Regions from separate parts of the Oryctolagus cuniculus genome. Here region 2 is linked to region 1. A link is a contact called in public Micro-C data. All regions are on one chromosome and are shown on one strand. Each heading gives the region's core, a stretch centred on a gene start, on an enhancer-like site or on the middle of the called end of the contact. The rest is flanking DNA. Distances are from core to core; before and after follow the strand shown. Region 1 overlaps PHF20 (PHD finger protein 20). Region 2 holds the start of RBM39 (RNA binding motif protein 39).

The links. Hi-C and Micro-C count contacts between places; a contact is called where the count stands out from the background.
Region 2: a Micro-C map of ear pinna shows a contact between it and region 1, with 10 times the contacts expected there. The contact joins the promoter of RBM39 here to the enhancer-like site in region 1. A contact is called at or near these places in 3 of 6 Hi-C or Micro-C datasets (ear pinna, psoas muscle and an unstated tissue).

Annotation. Positions count from the first base shown.
Region 1 is chr11:22,343,062-22,348,099 of mOryCun1.1, reverse strand. The region is part of intron 8 of PHF20 (PHD finger protein 20); the gene reads left to right. Among named protein-coding and RNA genes, the nearest start is that of SCAND1, 48 kb to the right of the region's middle. Within about 2 kb of position 2,974, at least 4 of the 8 cell types and tissues checked have an H3K27ac peak or open chromatin away from gene starts, as enhancers often do. A contact at or near this core is called in ear pinna, where this site is marked.
Region 2 is chr11:22,471,047-22,476,084 of mOryCun1.1, reverse strand. It overlaps RBM39 (RNA binding motif protein 39), which reads right to left and starts at 2,759. Exons shown (of 16, transcript NM_001171335.1): 1 at 2,709-2,759; 2 at 912-961. The coding sequence starts at 2,759.

The DNA of each region.
Region 1 (5,038 bases), core at 1,725-4,224:
TTGAGCCATTATGACGCCTTAGCAGGAAGCTGGAACTGAAAGCAGATCTGACATTCAGAGCCAGAGCCCCTTGTGTGGGATGCAAGCTTCCAAAGAAGCACCCTAACTGCTATGTGCTCGCCCCACCCACCCATACTTTAAAGAAGTCTTAAAATTTGAATGTATTTCAGAGTTATAAAAGAGTAGTGTAAAGAATATATCATGAACCAGTTTCCCCAAATGTTTGCAATTTACTATATTTGTTTTATTATTCCCTTTAATCTTTTAAAGTATTCCTAAAAACAAGGATGTCCTTCTGTTTTACCACCACGAAATATTTTAAATCAGGCCTTTCTTCAAATGTCACCAGGGATTTATTTAGTTACTGCCTTTCACTTATGACAATGTTTTCATGTTCGTTTAGTATATTATTTGAGTAACTTTTGTGTATTCATAAATTTGGAAACAATCTCAGACAAGTACAAGAATAATACAACTAACATTCTTGTCTCCCGCAGCCCAGAAATATTAGTATTTGGCTATGAGTGCCTCAGGTCCCTACACTGGCCTGCATGGCCCTGCTGCTTCTGGCCACCTGTTGTCTCTCCTTCCTGCTGACTCTACCGCAGCCACATGGCCGCCTTGCTATCCTGTAAGCCCAGCAGGTACATTCCTCCCTCAGGGCCTTCATTCAGCGCACTTTTATTTAATACTTTTTTATTCCCAGCCAGAGCAGTCAGATCCACCGGAAGTGTTTTTATGTCAGTACAACTGTGGGTGATACGTCCTCATTAGGTCATTCCTCCAGTGATGACTTAAGCATTTCCTATATGCCAGGACTCTGAAGGGGAGAGGAAAGAGTTGGATGGTATAGTAGGAAAATATACAAAGATGAGTAACTTATGATCTCTTTGATCTCAGGGAGGTACTTCCTTTGAAGAATGTTCTGGGTCCTTCCAGTTAATAAATGGTGAATAGCACTTTCGGTTGATGATTGCCTAGCTTAATTATTTCTGCCATGACATTGCAATTCTTTCTTCAAACACAGTTTCAAGTATGTCCAATTTTTTCTTTTTTTTAAGATTTATTATTTATTTGAAAGGGAGAATTTCAGGGAGAGAGAGAGAGAAAGAGACAGAGAGAAAGAGATTGTCCATCTGCTGATTCACTTTCCAAATGGCTGTAACAGCCTGGACTGGGCCTGGCTGAACCCAGGAGCCTGAAGTTCTATCCATGTCTTCCATATGGGCAGCAGGGGCTCAAGTACTCGGGGCTATTTTCCTCTGCTTTCCCAGGCGCATTAGCAGGGACCTGTATTGGAAGTAGAGAAGCCAGGATTTGAGCTGGCACTGATAAGGGGATACTGTTTGTAGGTGGCAGCTTGACCTGCTGCTTTGCCACAATGCTGGTCCTTGTCTTATGTTTTTCATGCAGTGATTCTGTTTCTAAGATTCGTTTTGGCTATGAGGATTTGAAAAGGTCTACATATGGTTAGATAAAGCATCTATTTTCAAAACTATTATAGAAAGATGTTTTAATGTTTTCTAAAATATTCAAACTTATATAAGTTACTCATTAATTTTCTTTTCTGAAAAATATGTAATATGGCATGAATCTTCAGATCTTTCCAGACTCTCTGGGTTTAGTATGGTCATCAGTTTCAAGTCAGAAGGAAAAAGAAATGAAAGATTTTGGGTAAAGTTGACTTTTAAATGAAATTTTATTTTTCAGCATAAAAATATTAAATACTAATTTTTAAAAAAGATTTATTTAGTTGAGAGAGTTACAGACAGAGAGAGGGAGAGACAGAGAGGTCTTCCATCTGCTAGTTCACTCTTCAAATGGGTGCAATGGCGGGAGCGAGGCCAATCCAAAGCCTGGAGCCAGGAACTTCTGGGTCTCCCACGTAGGTGCAGGGGCCCAAGCACTTGGGCCATCTTCTGCTTTCCCAGACTATCAGCAGGGAGCTGGATTGGAAGTGCAGCAGCCCATATTGGATACTGGTGCCGCAGGCTTAACCTATTAGCCACAGCGCTGGCCCCAGATACTAATTTTTGATGAGTTTTCACAGCTCCTTTTTGAATTAATGCAGATAGAAATTATTTTACACAGAATTTAAGAAATTATTTTATACAGAATCATTTTGTCTTTTTTGCTGTAACTTTCACAGCTAATGTATGCTAAGAAAAATTAAAACAAATTAAAAGTAAAAAATTCTCCTTTATCTCGCCTCCTTCTCTTTCTAGGACCTCTGTACAATTTGGTGTGTGGTTCCATCCTTCCAGATGTAACCTCTGCATATAAAACACACATACGCATGTACACATAAAACTTGCTAAAAACGCAAGAATCGAATTATATTTAGTGCCTTGGCATTTACGTATATGGTATTTTTCCACATCAGTTACTGTCGTCTTTACAATTATGTATAATTTTGTTTCATCATATGACTATTCCATATTTTATTTCCTGGACCCTGCTGACGTTATTTAATTATTTAGATTACTTCTGACATTTCATTATGGGGATACTAGAAAAAGTTAATGGAAAAGGGAATTAAAAATTGAGTTTATTTGGCACAAAAAATTTTGAAATCTATTTGTAGTTTCTTCATAATACTCATTTTCCTTGAATATTTTGAGGACCCTTCATAGTCTCAGAATTTTTGTGTATCAAAAATAAACTTTTAAAATTCTGTCTTTTACAAACTTTTTGAGGTACCCTTGTGTTCTCCCTGTTTTGTAGACAAAGGATCTAATACTTGTCAAGAAGGAGTGACTTAGGGTCCGCACTTCTTACTGATTGGTGATGCAGCCTGCAGCTCCTGTCTTCCCCTTAGGACCTAATTTCCTCTGGTCAGATGCTGGATGCTGCACAGATAAAGTGAAGAGGGCCCTTCCCTTTAGGGACGTTGCGCAGGGTGGGACGTAGAACTGCTCTGCTCCCAGGGCAGAGAGAGCGCCTTGATACGTGGCTGGGTTTGACGAGCAGTGTGTGGTACAAGTGGCGTTAGTGCTCCAGGATTAGCTGGTGCCTCTGGAATCCTGTAGTTGAGAAGGAAATATGTGGATCTGGGAACTTGATGGTGTTCCTGGGGTTTAGTGGTAAGTACAGGACAACCCAGAAAGATTGCCGGGGGAGAGGGAGCTGGTTGAAAACTCATTGACCAGGAATGTATTACGTAAGTAAGCAGGAAATAGGGCGGAATCAACATAGAAACATCCAGCGAGGCCTCTGGAGGCCTGGATGCTGCGTCAGTCACTGTTTAGTGTTTGCTGTCCTTAGCAGATGCCACAGCCTTGGTGTTTCTGAACTGTGATGGAGTCACTATCTGAGAAATTGACGAGAAGGAGGCTTGTAGGCCAGGAGGAGGCTGCTTGCTGCTCCACACCCAGCTCTGGTGTTTGGGGCAGTTCTGCCATCTTGTGGCATAAATGCTTAGTGATTTTTGTGGAGGCCAGGGCGGAGATGTGCCTTGAAGGGTTCACCAGCACTGTGTGTTAGCAGATTGCTCTCCTTCCACTTAGCCATTCTTTGGCTTTCAAGTATTTTTTCCTGCATGCATATATGTAGTATTTTTTTAAAAAGTATTTATTTATTTACCTGAAAGGCAGATTCAGGAAGAGGCAGAGAGAGAGAGAGCTTCCATCTGCTTGTTCACTCCCCAAATGACCACAACAGCCAAGGGCTGGCGAAGCTGAACTCAGAATCCCAGAACTCCATCCAAGTCTCCTACATGGGTTGCAGGCACCCAGGTTCTTGGGCCGCCATCTGCTGCTTTCCCGTGTGCATCAGTAGTGAGTTGGATGAGAAGCAGAACAGCCGTAACTTGCACTGACACTTCCATGTTGGATGCTGGGGTCGCAAGGTGGCATCTCGACCATCTGCCCACAACTTTGGCTCCTGTAATGTCTTTTCTTTAACCTATAGCCATAAACCTTAAAGTATTCTCACAAGCAATTTATTTATATGGTATATACTGGCAACTTCCTGTTGTCTCGAGATTATCCATATCAGTAAATACAGAGCTAGTTCATTCTTTGTAATGTCTGTTTAAACTTACGGAATGCAGACTTGCCGTGATTTAATTGCTCACCCACTTATGGACATTTTTACCTTTTTTTTTAATATTTATTTTATTTGAAAGTCAGAGTTATACAGAGACAGGAGAGGCAGAGAGAGAGAGAGAGAGAGAGAGGTCTTCCATCTGATGGTTTACTCCCCAATTGACTGCAACGGCCAGAACTGGGCCGATCTGGAACCAGGAGCCAGGAGCTTCTTTCGGGTCTCCCATGCAGGTGCAGGGGCCCAAGGACTTGGGCCATCTTCTACTGCTTTCCCAGGCCATAGCAGGGAGCTGGATCGGAAGTGGAGTAGCCAGGTCTTGAACCGGCGCCCATATGAGATGCTGGCATTTCAGGCCAGGGCATTAACACGCTGCGCCACAGTCCTAGCCCCCGGCTGTCGATTTTTGTATTTTTAATATCTGAATGACCTTTTTGTGAATAGGTTTTCCCCCATTATCTCCGGGAAACATGTACCAAGATCATTACTAGATGCCTGCAGCCACAGATAGTGCCAAAACCTGTGTTTACTGTTTTTTTTTCTATACATATACAACTATGATAGTTTGATTTCCAGATTAGTCACAGGAAGAGATGAATGATTACAACTTACTGTAGATCTGAGAAGCTTCAGCATGTGATTGTTTTCTTTCCATGTTAAGTTAGGAACCTTCACCTTTTCACTTAAAGCACTTCATAGCTTCTCTTTGACACATCTGAATTGCAGCCATCACTGCTCTTGGGCTTTGGGACCATTAGTGAATAAAATGAGGTTTCCTGGAACGCAAGCGCTTTGGTACTGTGACAGTTGATCTGGTAACTGCAGCAGCTACTGACTAAGGAGCAGGTAGTGTGGAGTGTGGATGGACCACACAGGGAACAGAGTCACCTCCCAGTGGGATGGGCAGGGTGCTGTGAAGTTCATGCTACTGAGGAGGGCATAAAACTGAAGACAATGAATTTTTTATTTCTGGGATTTTCCATTTAATATTTCC
Region 2 (5,038 bases), core at 1,510-4,009, 130 kb before region 1:
TTATTGTAAAAATACTGGCTCCATGAAGGCCCTGAACAATTCAATCTGACAATTTTCCTCTTCTTCTTTATGAAATTAAAACAACCTACCTAATACAGTTGTTGTAAGCATGACTGAGGTACTTACTATAATGCACTTTTTAAGGAGAACAGTTTTTATAAGGAGAACAATTTTACGCTTATAACATGACCATACTGTAAAGATTCACTAACCTTAGAGCTGAAAGCAAACTTCAGTATCTGAGAGGATCCAAACTCTAAAAGTGGATCGATTTTAAACTGTTCACAAATGTATTGCTGTACTAATTTATCAGAGTTCCTATTATAGGCTACTCATCTAAACCACATTAATCCCCTAAATAGTCATAAATTTAAGAACTCACAGTCTATTAAGTCTATATTAGAATTCAAAAACAAAAGCCACATTAAATACAGAAGCTTGCTATCACCTTACTACAAAAAAAAAAAAAAAAGCCTTCAAGCAGCAAGGACAAGAAATAATTCACAACTTTGAGTCCTTCAGCAATTTAGGGCAAACACTTCCCATGGCCTGATTATCTTTCTATTATAACTTTTCTTTCCAGCAGTATGATAGATATACTATAGTTTTACTGCTAACATTAAATTTAAGCCAAAGTTTAAATTTTAAAAAGATAAACTCTAATCCAAGGAATCCTACCAGATTAGCATGATGGTTTTTGAGGGAAAGGTGTCCAGAGGACCCTGAAATCCAGGCAATAAAAAACTCAAGGAAGGAGTTTCTCATTCCAAAAGGAAAAGAACCAATTTTTTTAAAGAGGCAAAAAGGAAAGCTTCAGAAAGAATCTCAGTTGATACTTTTGCCAGAAACACAATGTAAAATTCCAAGCACATAATGTTCACCCCTCTCCCCAGCCCCTTCTTGAAACTTACTTTTTGCTACGTTCTTCATGGCCGTTAGCACTGCTCAACTTGTTCTCATCCTAAGCAGGGTTGATAGAAGAACATCATGAGGACGAAGTGGTAACATTTCAAGTTGTCAAAGGGTAAAGGGAACAGGAATAAGAAAATACAAAACAATTTTAAAACTAATTATTTGCTTATAGCTTAATATGGAAGGCTATAAAAAAATTTAGATGGGTATGTGTTTAATCACTTTGTTGCTTACAATTAAGCCATCAAGATACAAAAATGAAAAATTTTCCACATTAACATGTTAATTTTACTTATGGTTTAGATATTAAGCTATCCAGATTTACAATGTTGCAATGGTTAAATAAAATCTCTATAAAACATGAATGAAGTCCTGTTTTGAGCTTTAGTCCATGTTCTATGGTCCCTTTCGTCAGTACCATGGCTCTATTTCTGCCTAAGCCCCAAGTGGCCATGCTAGCAGCCAGCCACTATCGATTTCCTGTGACCGATGCCATTCCTGAGATCTTCGCCCATTTCCGTTGGAGGGTTGGGACTGTAAGAGCTTGATGCCACCTCTGTCACACATCTCGCCCTGAAGCAAACAGGGATTCACACTGCTTTAGTAATGTTGACTCCCAAGAACCCAAGAAAGTCAATTAATAATCCACCAGTCCAACCTAAACATTTCCTACTTCCATACCTGTTTACATGGAATTACATCCATGTTAAACTAAGACATAAGAATCTTAACATTAAAATAGAAAGTAGCTTGTCAAGAGTATATGCATTACGAAACTACATTATTTACAGCTATCAAGAATTCATCCAAATTGGTACCACATGGTCGTGCTATACACTCAAAAAACAAATGCATTATTTTTAAAAGGTTTAGTGCAATGTTTAAAGTTTGATCACATCAGCTATGAGTATAATTGCTAATTTACAAAGCTTACAGTTTGTGACACAAGTGATAATGCATGCATGCTGCTAGTTTCACCACCAACTGGTGAAAGAATGAAAAGACAGTTTACTTTATTGTGATACTGAAACGGGTCAAAGACTATCTTTATTAGCCAAAATAATTCCTTTGTAGTTTTTAGTGTGAAATACTATGGCAGGGCCTAATTGAAAATAAAACAATATGGAGAACAGTAAAACAGTCATCAAGTGACTCTAAGCTGTGATACTGCCTCTTGTTTTAAAAGAAATTTTTTTTCTATTCAGGGATCCAAGAATTTTAATAATTATTAACTGAGCAGCAGATCGCCACCTGCCTGTTTGAAGATTTACTGTCACCAGTCTTGTATGTTTTTAAATCTCACCCATTTCTTCTTATGAGACTTATTAAAAGATTTACTTGCCACAGACTGGTTATGCTTTATTATTCTTGGACCCCTGCTGTTTTCCCAAACCACTACATTCACCTTTTTGCTATACCAAACTGGAGCTGGTAATTCTTAGTTGAGTCATTTTACCTAGGGGACCACGGTACAGCGATAAGTCACTCAATTACTACCTTATGATTGACAGTTCACACTGGAATCAAAGGTGAATTCATGGGAGTAGAGGTGAGATATCGTTAGGCAAGTCTACAAAGAGAGATAGATGGGCATTTATTCATCACGCTGAAGTGAAACTACTGCACAATATTATTACATCAATAGCATATATTTACTTTTGTAAGTTACATGTAATGCATCTCTGATAAGATAAATCAAGAGGGCTCCGGGGAGGTTAGTTTACATTTCAGCAGTAGTTTCGTGAATAATGCTAAATTAAGAAATATAGAAACCTCACCGACATGTTTTTTCTCACCTTCTTGTACGGAGCCTCAAGCATTGCTTCAATATCAATATCGTCTGCCATTTTCTCTAAACACCTAGGAAAAAACAAAATTCTGTGAGTACACATTTTCTCGATTGTGTGTGTTTTAAACCAACGCACTGCGAAACTTCAGAAAAACCCTTCCAAAGCCCTACAACGAACGACGCACTTTAAAGGCTTGGATTGTGTAAGTGAATCTCAAGCGCCTCTTAAACGAAACACATGAAAATACAGACGCTAACGTCTTATTTCAAAAAGCCTACAATGAAGTCCAGAAACAAAACCTGCGAGGCTCCAGCGAGAGCGCCCTTTCCGCGCAAACCCCGCGCTGCCATTTTAGGGGCAAAGGGAAACTCCCTCTGCTGGGAGGGGTTGTGTGCCAAGGCAGCGTTCGCCTGGCGCCATGTTGGGAGGTCGCGGCCGACCCGGGCCTCGAAGGGACAGGTCGCCATCTGCCCGAGGCCTCTCTAGGGTCGTGACCACCCCCAAAATCCTGACTCTCCCCGAAAGGAAAAGGGCGCGGTGGCCAAAACGTAGGTTCCTCAAGACCTGTATCCCGACTCACACCCTCCCCCCCCCCCCCCGTCGCTAAAAAGAGTATCCCTCAGCCCAGCAGACAACCAAACCTCGAAAAAGCTCGGACTGCTGGCAAGTCCGCCACGCCTCCGTACCTGTGCGGGCTTTCGGGCGCCTGTGCTGCTCGTATTCGGGAAGGGGCTGCTGCTGCTTCTGATGCTGCCGCCGCCGCTGCTGCTACTTTAAGCCCCTAGGCCCAGGCCGCGGTACCGCCCAGCCCGAATATCGGGCTCCGAGGGCGGCTAGGCCCGAGCGAATCTAAAAGAAACAATGGGATTAGAGGAGCCCGCGAGGGAGAGCAGGACGGCGGCCTCGGCAGCTCAGGATCCACCCCTGCGACAGCGTCGGCAAGCTCCCTGAAATGGCGGCTGCTGCTTCCCCGTACTCACATTCACCAACACACATACACACACAAACACACGGGGCTTCACAGAGCCTTCAGCACGGGCTCTCGCGAGAAACAGCACTGAGTTCCAGCCCGGAGAGGCGTAAATATCGCGAGATCTAAGTATGGGCCCCAGTGACCATGGCCCAATCTCGCGCAATGATTGCGCCACAGACGTTCCCATCCCCCATTCGGAGGGGTGTTTGACTGCCCCCTCCTGCTAGGAGCGCACAGTCTCGCGAGACAGCGCAAGTCTCTGGCGCAAAGACCGTTGGTGCACTCTCTGTCAGTCTTGCCGAGGACTCAAAGCTGAGTGGCTGGCTGCGCTCGCCCCGTCCTCGTGGCGCCTCCTCGCAGCCCTCAGAAGATTTCCCCCGCAGAGCCAACCGCCCTCCCCCCCCCACCCCCGCCTCCCACCCAGATGGCTGTCAAGGTCGCCATAAAGCAACCTATTGCACAGGGCGATAGGATAAAACCATGATATTGACTGTATCCGCCGAGGGTGAAGACGGAGGGAAAGGCGTGTAAGAGAGAAGGGGGGAAGAGACCGTCCAGTAGTAGGGGACTAGCGGTGTAGAATAAAAAGGAGATTTCTCTGCCTTTTGGAACCAGTGAGCTAGGCGTCGCCCCGGATTTAGGCTTCGAAACACCCTTGGAAAGAGGAAAGCAGAGAGAACTTGAAAAAAAAAAATCAGATTCTGTTTACCTTGGTGGATCAGCTATTGGGCCGCGGAATTTAGTTTGGTCTTGTGTCAGGGTCTCTGCTGTTTCTTCAGAACTGACCCCTTCTCCCCAGGACCTGGCTCCTAGCCCCTGAAGCCTGGCAGTTAAAGCGTCAACTCGCCCCTTGTTCTTTAGTCACTACTGTGAAAAAAAAAAAAAACAGGACCGGGGTCACCGACTAAGGGCTTTTTCCTCACAGATAAAAATGAAAAGAATAAAATGGTAGTGCCATCAAAGCAAAAACCTTACATGAGCCTAACAATAAAGGTAAAAAGATTCTGAATTAGGCACCTTGGTTCATGAACGCTGCTGCAATGCAGTGTGACCTTGGACAGGAAAATTAACAGTTCAAAGTAGATCTTTCATTTCCTCCTATGGGGGGGGGGGGGGTTGTAATATAATTAGTAGCTGGGCTAAGCTTCTTGAGACTAACCAGGGCAGTCAGTAATGCTTACTAACTTCCCAGATCTTAGCAGGGGAAAACCTAGCCAAGTGGATGTTCAATAAATGATACAGTATTTGTAACATGCCTGGCCAGTATTTAGTTCTCAAGAAAGTTAACTGTAATTATTGCTAGACAAAGTTATTAAGAGAAAATGTATTGCACTGCATTGTAATGGGTTTTGGTGCTACTCTC